3 separate regions of the Mus musculus genome follow, and all the other regions are linked to region 1. The links are chromatin contacts, called in public Hi-C and promoter capture Hi-C maps. All regions are on one chromosome and are shown on one strand. The core of a region is the stretch at or near the end of the contact, and the rest is flanking DNA. Distances in the headings are between cores, read along the strand shown. Region 1 holds the start of Ammecr1 (Alport syndrome, mental retardation, midface hypoplasia and elliptocytosis chromosomal region gene 1). Region 2 has its middle 31 kb from the start of Gm23325. Region 3 has its middle 76 kb from the start of Gm25915.

Evidence for each region. Promoter capture Hi-C pulls out the DNA fragments that hold promoters and counts their contacts. A called contact is a pair of places that touch in the nucleus more often than the background predicts.
Region 2: a contact with region 1 is called in a promoter capture Hi-C map of the 3T3-L1 cell line, with 6 times the contacts expected there. The contact joins the enhancer-like site here to the promoter of Ammecr1 in region 1. A contact is called at or near these places in 6 of 39 promoter capture datasets (the 3T3-L1 cell line, 3T3-L1-derived adipocytes, cranial neural crest and 2 more), 2 of 484 Hi-C or Micro-C datasets (the HPC-7 cell line and cortical neurons) and 2 of 115 datasets of contacts at active chromatin or transcription factors (astrocytes and embryonic limb bud).
Region 3: a contact with region 1 is called in a Hi-C map of the G1E-ER4 cell line, with 3 times the contacts expected there. The contact joins the enhancer-like site here to the promoter of Ammecr1 in region 1. A contact is called at or near these places in 6 of 39 promoter capture datasets (the 3T3-L1 cell line, 3T3-L1-derived adipocytes, the C10 cell line and 2 more), 2 of 484 Hi-C or Micro-C datasets (the G1E-ER4 cell line and cumulus cells) and 2 of 115 datasets of contacts at active chromatin or transcription factors (large pre-B cells and pro-B cells).

The regions. Positions count from the first base shown.
Region 1 is chrX:142,965,269-142,968,536 of GRCm38.p6, reverse strand. It overlaps Ammecr1 (Alport syndrome, mental retardation, midface hypoplasia and elliptocytosis chromosomal region gene 1), which reads left to right and starts at 1,811. Exons shown (of 6, transcript NM_019496.4): 1 at 1,811-2,329. The coding sequence starts at 1,824.
Region 2 is chrX:143,442,994-143,446,261 of GRCm38.p6, reverse strand. No RefSeq gene overlaps it. Among named protein-coding and RNA genes, the nearest start is that of Gm23325, 31 kb to the right of the region's middle. Within about 2 kb of position 1,556, at least 7 of the 459 cell types and tissues checked have an H3K27ac peak or open chromatin away from gene starts, as enhancers often do.
Region 3 is chrX:142,560,231-142,563,498 of GRCm38.p6, reverse strand. No RefSeq gene overlaps it. Among named protein-coding and RNA genes, the nearest start is that of Gm25915, 76 kb to the right of the region's middle. Within about 2 kb of position 1,823, at least 1 of the 459 cell types and tissues checked has an H3K27ac peak or open chromatin away from gene starts, as enhancers often do. A contact at or near this core is called in the G1E-ER4 cell line, where this site is marked.

The sequences.
Region 1 (3,268 bases), core at 562-3,061:
ACTGAGCACTAGTGTAGCATTTGTCAGGCAAGCACTCTACCATTGACCATCTAAACCTCCAGCTCTGTGACACAGGTTTAAGAATGGGATATGCTTGCATTTAAATCATGATTCGGTCCCTTTCTACATGTGTAACGTTGGGACAAGCTACTTAACGTTTTAACTGAGGAATTTCACATTCTTCCCGGGAAGATCAAGTGAGATGATATAGTACTTTCTAGAATGATTGTGTAAGATAGGTATAATACTGCCACCTAAAAAGTGCTTAGTAAATAGCTGCAATTTTTCTGACCAGATCCACAGGTCTGACTTAATTTATAAATATAAGAGTGGGAAACATACATATTTTTTTGCACATGTCTCTGATTTTACCAGAAGTGCACTAGGGTGTAAACAGAGGCTCAATGGTTAGTTAGTATGCGAACAAGCCTCTCTTTTCTACAGCTTGAGTTTAATAAAAATGCTCTCACCTGTTTGTAAGGTCCCACACACTTAGATCAAAGGTGCCAAAATCCACCCTCTACTGTTTGCAGACAGACAGACTCCTGACTTTGGGGGGGGGGGTATTTTGACACCATGTAGACACAATGGAGATCAGTTATTTTCTACTTGGTTTATTTTTAAATGAATTTTTACAGCTGGCTATTGTCATTTTACAGCCCCTTCTTAAGTGCCCAAAACAGGACTGACTCAATCATACACCTCCCCATTCATTCAAAGAGTTTTGAGACAATTTCTTAAAACTGAGAATTAAGAATTGTCTCATTATACATCTGAACAAAATCTTCTAACTTGCAACTAAAGTGACACTACCTGACTTATATATTTATCTCCAAGGTCTGGACATTGCACTTATATTTCGAATCTCTTTGTTTTCGAATCTCTTTGTTTTCGAGTTCCAAACCCGAAAAGCCCATGGCTGTAAGTCTGAAAACACAAGGAACATCTTTGATTCTGTGGGGTGTTTGTGAGGCACGTATTTATATATGTATTCTTGCTTTTTAATGGTCTCTCTGGACTACGAGGAGAAGATGGAGGGATATACAAGATATACACATTGAATTGGACTTTAATATTTGTCAATTAGAAAGATTAAAGTTTTGCATTTTTTTAGCAAAATCTCAGAAAAACTGTGGTGTCTGGCTAGGTTAGCGTTAAAGACACTGTCGTGTGGCCATTTCCCGGATGGCTTTTACAGTGGCTGTCTCAGGTGTGGAGCTCCAAGGAGCACCTGCTTGCTCACACTCTTAACAGTTCAGAACCAGTGTATTTGAGGCCGGGTGGCTCAGGTTCCACCTAACTGGGCTCGAGTGTCACTAACACTACATGCAATGGGGTATCACCAAGGTGCGCTTTGGAACTTGGATGCTTATTTCAGACTTTCTCCTTTCTTTCCCCCTTTCACTAGTTTCTGTCCCCCTGCTTCTTCTTGGAGCTCGCCCATCTCCTCTTCTTCCTCCCACTCCTCCAAGTCTTGTTCTCTCTCTCTCTCTTTTTTCTTTTTTTTTTTTTTTTTTGCCTTTCCCTTCGCTTTTCCGCCTTCCATCCTCCGCCAGGAACCCGGCTCCCAGGAGGCGCGAGTCGGGCGGGACCCACCGTAGGCGCCAAGCCACCAAAGCTCGTGGCGCGCGCCGCAGGCGGGGGCGCGAGCACGCCCGAGAGCCTTGGCGGGGCTGGGCAGCCCGGGCCGCCGAGCCGCGTGTGCGCGCAGACCGCGAGCCCCCGGCGCGCCCCCGGCGGCCGGGGCCGCAGCGTGCTCGCCCCCGCCGCCAGCTCGCCTCACTTATGGGTCGGAAGCGCTGCGTGGGGGAGACTGTTCCAAGATGGCGGCGGGTTGCTGTGGGGTGAAGAAGCAGAAACTGTCCAGTTCGCCCCCCTCCGGCTCGGGTGGTGGTGGTGGCGCCTCCTCCTCCTCTCACTGCAGCGGGGAGAGCCAGTGCCGAGCCGGGGAGCTGGGACTAGGAGGCGCCGGGACGCGGCTCAACGGACTGGGCGGGCTGAGCGGCGGCGGCGGCAGCGGCGGCGGCGGTGGCTGTCCCCTCTCTCCCCCTCAGGGCTGCGGCGGCGGCGGCGGCGGCGGCGGCGGCGGCGGCAGCGGCAGCGGCGGCGGGGGCATCTCGCTGTCTCCACCTCTGAGCTGCGGAGTGGGAACCCTACTTTCTACTCCGGCCGCCGCCACCGCCTCCTCGCCGTCCTCCTCGTCCTCATCCCCCGGCTCCCGGAAGATGGTGGTGTCAGCGGAGATGTGCTGCTTCTGCTTCGATGTGCTCTACTGTCACCTGTACGGATACCAGCAGCCCCGGACCCCCCGCTTCACCAACGAGCCCTAGTGAGTACCGCGCTCCCCGTCGCCCTCTTCCCCCGGGCTCGGGATGGGGCTCAGAGTTGAGGCAAAGTGTAAGTCCTCCGCCTCCTGTTCGCGGGTGCCCCTCTGTCCCTCCTGCCTCTAGGGTCCCCAGAGTCGCCCGACCCGTGGGGGGCCCTCGGCGCTCCTCTGCTCCACGAGGAGAGCACCCTACCCTCGGAGCAGGGGGCTGCTTTGCCAGCCATGGCCCCCCTGGCTTCCAGACTGCTCCCGCTTCCTCTTTGCGCTAACTTCCAGGAGTTTTGCCCCTTCCCTTCGATCCTTTCTACCCCTCACCCTCCACCCCACCAGCGTCTGGGGCGATCTGGATCACTGTCGGTACCGACCTCTCCTCACTTTACTCGCCATTGCCCCACGTGAAAGCCCCGCCAGTATTCCCGCCCCGCGTACCTTGCACATGGAGAGCTACTATCCCATTGCAGGGTGAAAAATAGCAGTGATCTAACTTCTATTCTGCTAGTGATGGAACTTAGCTCTCGATCTCCAGGGAGGTTGCCCATCTTTTCCTCCGGGTTTCCCTGTTCCTCGGGGAGGGGAGAGGTTTCTTAAAACACCTTTTGCCTTACTACCTATTTTTATCTGAACGTACCCATTAAAATGCATTTCTAGTGAAGCTAGCGCACCACCTCACAGTTGAGAGTGAGACCTTTTTTTTTTTTCCCTCTTCCTTCTTCATTCCAGTGTCTTGGTATAGCACATTCAAAGAATGTTGTCCCCAAAGAGGCACTGTCAATATGTACCAAGCGTGCGTTCGCTTTTGTGTAGATTTCACATTTAAGCAACCTATGTTAAACTCAATGATTCGAGGAATAGTTAACCCAGTACATGTGTAGGCATTTTTACGATTTCCTTTGGCTTTTGTAACTTTACATTATTTTATCCTTCAAGTATATGGTTGAAATT
Region 2 (3,268 bases), core at 307-2,806, 480 kb before region 1:
CATCGACACGGCTACCATGTGAAACAGCAGGTCAGAACTGTCGTCTTACAGGTAAGAGGATTATTAGTCTTACAGTCACTGTGTCGAGACCCTACGCTCAGCAGCAGAATTGAAGTTTGCACCCAGGGCTGTGTAACTGAAAGCCAATTGGATGGAAGACACAATATAACATACAACCTTACTCACCTGTTTCATTGCTCATCCTTCTATTTTTTGATTATGGTTGTAGCTGTCTCCATTATTTCTGCCTTTCCGGAGCCTTAAACTTGGCTTAACACCTGACAGCCCCTCACTCTGTGAGCTGGCAATGACTCCTAACCCTTCTCCATTTGTCAATATTTAAACTCCATATTCCCCACCACTGCCTCGCTCTCTCCCAATGCTGGTACCCCTGTAAGCCTTACCAGACTCAAGTACAATGAAACCCACAGGTTTTGAGGCTCCTCTCTGCTTACTCCCCATCTTGTGTTCTTCGCTTTTAGGCAAAAATGGATGTGACTTTTCACTCTCAAATGTTATGTTTTGATCCCCCCAAATTGATGATTCATGCTGCATACTGTTCCCCGTGTGGTTTATGCCCTGTATTGTCATTGAGTTTTGTTGTTATATTTCAGGGAGGTGAAGGGGAGCAGAGAAGTGCTTGTGAAAACTGTAATCATTTACTTACATGGTTTTTGCTGATTGAAGGAATGTCTGTATATATTTTAATCCTCACACGCTCAGAATGGAATGGTATGATTTTCAAGATTATCTTTACAGATGAGGAAGCAAAGAGAGGGTAAGAAGCTTACTCAAAATTCCATAGTTAGTGAGGGATAGAACAGAAATCAGAACTCCATCAGAACTCAAATCCATTTGGTTCCAAATGCACTTCATGGTTGGCTGGAGACAACGTGTTAGATTCATCTTTCATAATCCTTGTGACATTAGAAGAACCTCAGCATAATTATAAGGTAAAATGTCCCAAAGAAAATCTCTCAGGATTCCAACAAAACATATAAATAATTCCAGGATGACTAAAAATTGTCAGGGATACAATCAAGTATGTTGATTTAACACCACACAGCTAGTCCATGAATTGAGTCAAACTTTATGATGCCTTATTTTTTTAATGGATTCTTGTGTCCAAGTGTATTGTATGATGGCTGAAAGCAGACATGTGTAGACCATACTTACCATTGGAAAAAATAGGGCACATTGCCTGACAGTGAATGTGACAACAGGGTCAAGTAGGCCATCTGGACTTCTCTTAAAAAACATTTCATTGCCAACCAGCAACTAGGTACAGTAATAGGGTACAGTGACTAACAAATGACAAACATTTTATTGTTCTCATTTAACAGGATCTATCAAGTGGAAATGCACATCACACACTTGCCTTCTTTAGAGAAATTGACCATTCATGGTTCAATGTCAAAATGGAGCTTCGTTCTCCGGCACTTCTGAACTCTACCACAAGATGGCAGTGTTCTCCAAGTTTCTAATAGCTTCGGAAGGCTACTATTGTTAGATGCCATTTTCTTTTCAGGAGTCATGGGTTACATTAACCATCTCTTCTACCAGTAAAAGAATGTCCAGATGTTTTCCATGTTGTTCAAGGGTGTATTTGTTAATATCTTGGTATTTTAACAGTAACCTTGAACTTGCTCAAGCATATCTGAGTCTCCCCAGTTTAGCTCAAACACTGTGCATACATATCCTGTTGTAAACCGTGAGCTAGGTCCAACACATACAGAGATAAAGTTGCACAGATGTGAGTTTTAAGAAAACAACATCTTTTTTGAGATACTTACCTATAAACAAAGAGCTATATGACCATATCATAGGCACTGTGATCACCAGGTAGAGTACCCATCTCCATACAGGGATGTGAGGACATCCTTCAAGAGACTACGAATTAAAATCTGCATCTTAAAGATGAGTATATCTTAACTGAGGTATAAAACATGCTTGTAAGACAGGTAGAAAAGGAACAGATTGGAGAGAAATGGTCTCCAGAGTGTAGGATATGCTGGGGACCTAGGTAGCAGGTGTTGAGTACAATAGTAAAAAACAGTATCCAGTGCAGGGGCAGGGAGAGTTCAAGACAAGGATTCAATTGCAACACTGAAACCAGTAAGGAAGACTCGAAACCATGCTCTCCTCACAAGTATTTGAGATAAGAATGTCCCTTAACTTGGGTTAAAGAGTGACTCCTGCATTCCTCACCACCATAAAGGACAGTTCTTAGGAACATTGGCAAGGATTTATTGAATCTCTCAGAAGTACAGAGCACTGTGCTAAGATCCCTTTAATACCAGCAAGGGGTCTATGCAGTCAGTACTCTGACTGATGCCATTAACACCTTCAATTTTCAAATGAGGAAATCGAAGTTCGGAAAGTTTAAAGGACTTGTTCACAATTGCTAGGAGTTAGGATTTGGACAGAGCAGAGGAGCGAGGAAGGGGTTAATGGGTAAAGCCAATAGGTAAGAATTGGCATTAAGCTTTCTGAACCTCAATATACATATATGTATACATATACATACACACACACACACACACACACATATGCATGCTATGTGCTAGGCTGTCTTGCTGAGTGTTTATTACCTCACTTAGTCTGTACAGCAATGCTGTGCAAAAGAAATAATTTTCACTCCTATTTTGCAGAATAGTACACTGAGAAACTGAGTAATTTCAGTTTTACCCAAGAACACAAGTCTTATAAGTGTTTGTGCTGGATTTACAAACAAGAATGAGGGCACTTGGGACAGAAGAGATGAATAGCAAGTAGGCGGGACAGGAAGCAGCATGAAGAATGAGAATCACAGCAAGTGGGTATTGCTGGGTGCGGAGACGGGGCTGGCTGGGAGGTTAGGATTGTGAGGCTGGGGAAATGCACAAGAGCTACATTGTGACGGACTTGAGGTACCCTCTGGTCAGTTGAAGCACAGTGGGATTTTTAAACAGGGCTGGCCTAATCTTCTCAGCATGATAATTGCCTGCCTTTCTCTTTTAAAGATTTCATTAGTATCTCCGATATGTGTATGTGTGTGCACACTCATACCTGTACATGCTGATATCTGTACATATCCCCAGAGGCCAGACAAAATGTTAACCTAGAAGCTTCCCTTTGGGGAGGGGAGTTCCAGTGGCACAAGGGACAGAGAGGGTAGTGGGAGAGTGAATAGACTCAAATACATTATATACGTGTATGAAAATATGATGATAAATCCATTCCTGTACAATTGATACAAACTAATTAAAATAATAAACTGCTAACACCC
Region 3 (3,268 bases), core at 574-3,073, 410 kb after region 1:
CTGGCTTCACTGGCTCCTAGATTCATGAGTACATACTCACACACAGATAGAGACACAGATGTATACACACCATTAAAAATAATAATGGCAAACCTTTAAAACAGAAAAAAGTTGTGCATTTTACTTTACATAATGCCAAGTTATTTGTTATTCTTATAGACGAGTAACCTAACGACCTCCATCACAGGAAGAACTAACATCTAACAGTCATTGAGAAACTTCAGCATGGTTTTAGACAAAGCCCTTGTCTTTGATGAAAGAGGTTATTGGGGCAGGACAGTCAGCACCAGGGGCTCTCGCTAATGTTTTAAAATATCCTGCAGGACTCTGTGTTCCAGTGGACCATGCAAGAAGATGCTCATTAAGCACTGGAAGACACCTGATAAAGCCTTATGTTTTTCTCTTTGTGTACAGCAGAAGACCTCAGTACCCCAGGAAAGTAACTTTGAGGAGCTCTGGGTATCTTAGCCTAGGAATCAGTTGGACCAGCTTGCCGCTTTAGATGGGAGAGCAGTAACATGGCTTGCATTACCCTAGCTTTACTATTAGCCCCACGCCATATGTGAGGTAGAGAGCACATGCACTTCGAGTTCCTGCTGTCTTCAATGTCCCTCCTCTAGCACATAGACTTAGTTCATCTAAAGACATATGTGGGGTGGTGGACACAACAAAGTTATAGGGACCCAGGACTGTCCACAAGAAGGATGTGGACCAGGATTGAGATCCCACTACACCTAGATTCCATCTCCACTATCCCCAGTCCTTTTCTCTGCTTTCCTTATGGAAAAAAACGGTGAATGTCTCCAGGAGGTCTCCACATATGGAGGTTGCAGATATTGGAGCTGCAGAACGGAATCCACCAATCGTGACGGCACTATGTTCACCAACCTTAACACTCATTTTCAGCTCTCCATCAACGATCCATGCATGGGATGATTGTTGGCAGACCAGAGTCATGGGAAAACTTTACCCCAGTGGCTATGCCAAATACCCAAATACCCAGTAGCTGACCTGCACATCTCCCGTGAGCTTGTTCCTGCCCCCAAATCAGTCTTTACTCTTGCTAACATTATCCAACAGGAAAATCACTCTCAAAAGGAGCTGTGAGCTACCCTCTCCTGGCTACAGTACATCCAATATGCAACTGACCTCCTTTCCTTAACAACCCACTCCAACTCCTTCCAATGCTTTTTCTGTTCTTCTCTCTCCTGACCATTATTAGCAGCTGTTCCCATTAACATTTCCCTTCATGACCTCCATGGAAACCTACCCATGAGGAAAGCACAGGAAATTCCTCTCTTTGACTTACCTTGCCTTGTAGGACCCTCCTCAAAACCCCATCTTACCTGTGTCTGTGATATCACTATCACCAAATCCATATGTGTTAACCCTCCTGCCTTCCTCTGGTGCCTGTATTAACACCCCCCTTTTAAGGCTCCTGAACCCCCATGATAATTGTCCCCCAGGTTTATCTCTACAAACCTGAGGAACTCCCCTTGCAGATGGGAGAGATCTTCATCCCTCTGCTCATTGGACTAGGTCTTGCTGTCTCGCTGGGTGCGACAGGAACTGCTAGAGCAGCCCTTGTCCAAACACAACATCTGGCAAACGAGGTGGGGTTTGAACAGACAGGACTGCACCAAACGAATACTGCAGGAAGGTGAACCCCCAACACCTCTAGAAACAAACCGTCTTTTCCTACTGTGTTTTCAGTCAGCGCAATCATGTGGATTTAGACAAACTAAAGGGGCAACTGAAGCCTTCTGGCTAGAGCCATTCTCTGGTGTTGGCTGAAGGTCCCTCTGGCCTCTTTCAAAATCCCGACAGCCTGAAACAGGCATTGGCAAAGACTCTCTATCTAACTTCTCCTTAAAACAAAAAGAAAACCTGGTAATGCGGCAGCCACTTAAAAGTCACGGGGCAGCTGCCAGTTCCTAAATCTGCAGGAAGGCTTAGAGTTTTGGACCTCTGTGGAATCCCCGGAAGCCAAATAGGCCAAAGGAGCCTTTCCATTGGACAAGCGCTTCTCCTCTTTTCTATAATGGGCAACTCACCGTCACATAAAACATCACCTCAGGTCAGGGAAATACGTGCCCTACTAAAACATCGAGGAATAAAGATAGCTCCAAAACAAGCCTCCTTGTTTTGGGAGGAAGTCCTTCAGATAACGCCATGCATGGCCAATGAGAATATTTATAGCCCAGACTCATGGATCCAAGTAGCATCTCTCACCAAAAACAAAGATATCTGAGAAAGAAAAATACCCTCCCGTGATTTCTTGCCAATCTTAGCTGCATTCGGCAATGCATAGGGCCATCTAAAATAGGGCAGACTGTTAGCAACACAGTTCCTCAGCCCCCTCAGTCAGATGAACCCAAAGATCAAGGTCCAAAAAAAACCCATTCTATTTCAGATCTCACAGCCCTTCCCCAACTAATAAGGGAAATGAAATCCATCTATCTACCCTTGCCTCCTTATGCCTTGGAGGAAACACTACATAAACCGTCTGCTCCTCCTACCCCCCCCCCCTCAATCAAGGGCAAGACTCCATTAAAAAAACAAAGGAGCTCCCACCTGCCTCTCCCCTTACTTCACCTCCCTCCATCCAACCAGAGAGAGGTATCTCCCTTCCCCCTTCTCTAAGCCATAAAAGCTAAATACCTTCAAAACTCACAGATGAAGTCCCACCTAACTCCATAGTCCCTTACCCCCATCATCTACCACCACCCCCCATGCTACTCAGGAGTCTGATACAAAACTAAAAACCCAAACTGCTCAGGCATACCCAGTTAATATTAACCCCAGTCAAAACAGAGCACTTAATTGGTACCTACTCCAAGCCTCAGACTAAAAAAGAACTCAGGCAGGCAGTAAAAGAAGATGGCATCCATGCACCCTGGACAAAAATCTCTCCTACAGAGCCATATTGCCAACTTAAATACTCCCCAAGATTGGAGAGATATTTGTTGTTCTGCCCTTCCCGGACCAAAGGTTTTGGAATGGGAAGCCTTATTTTGAGATGAATGCCTTCAACAAGTCAGGCAAAACCAGGGCAGGGGCGACACCCCATGGGGTTTTAATGAACTCTTTGGCCAGGCAGACTTTTCTACTGGAGCATAGCAGGCAACTCAGCTAGCAGGGTCTATGAGCAGGTTCACCTCTGTGCAACCCAAGCTTGGGATAGGCTCACTCCACCCTCAGGGTCACAAGACCCTGCCTCCTCCCTGCTGTCTCTCCAACAAAAGCCTGGAGTACCTCTACCTGATTT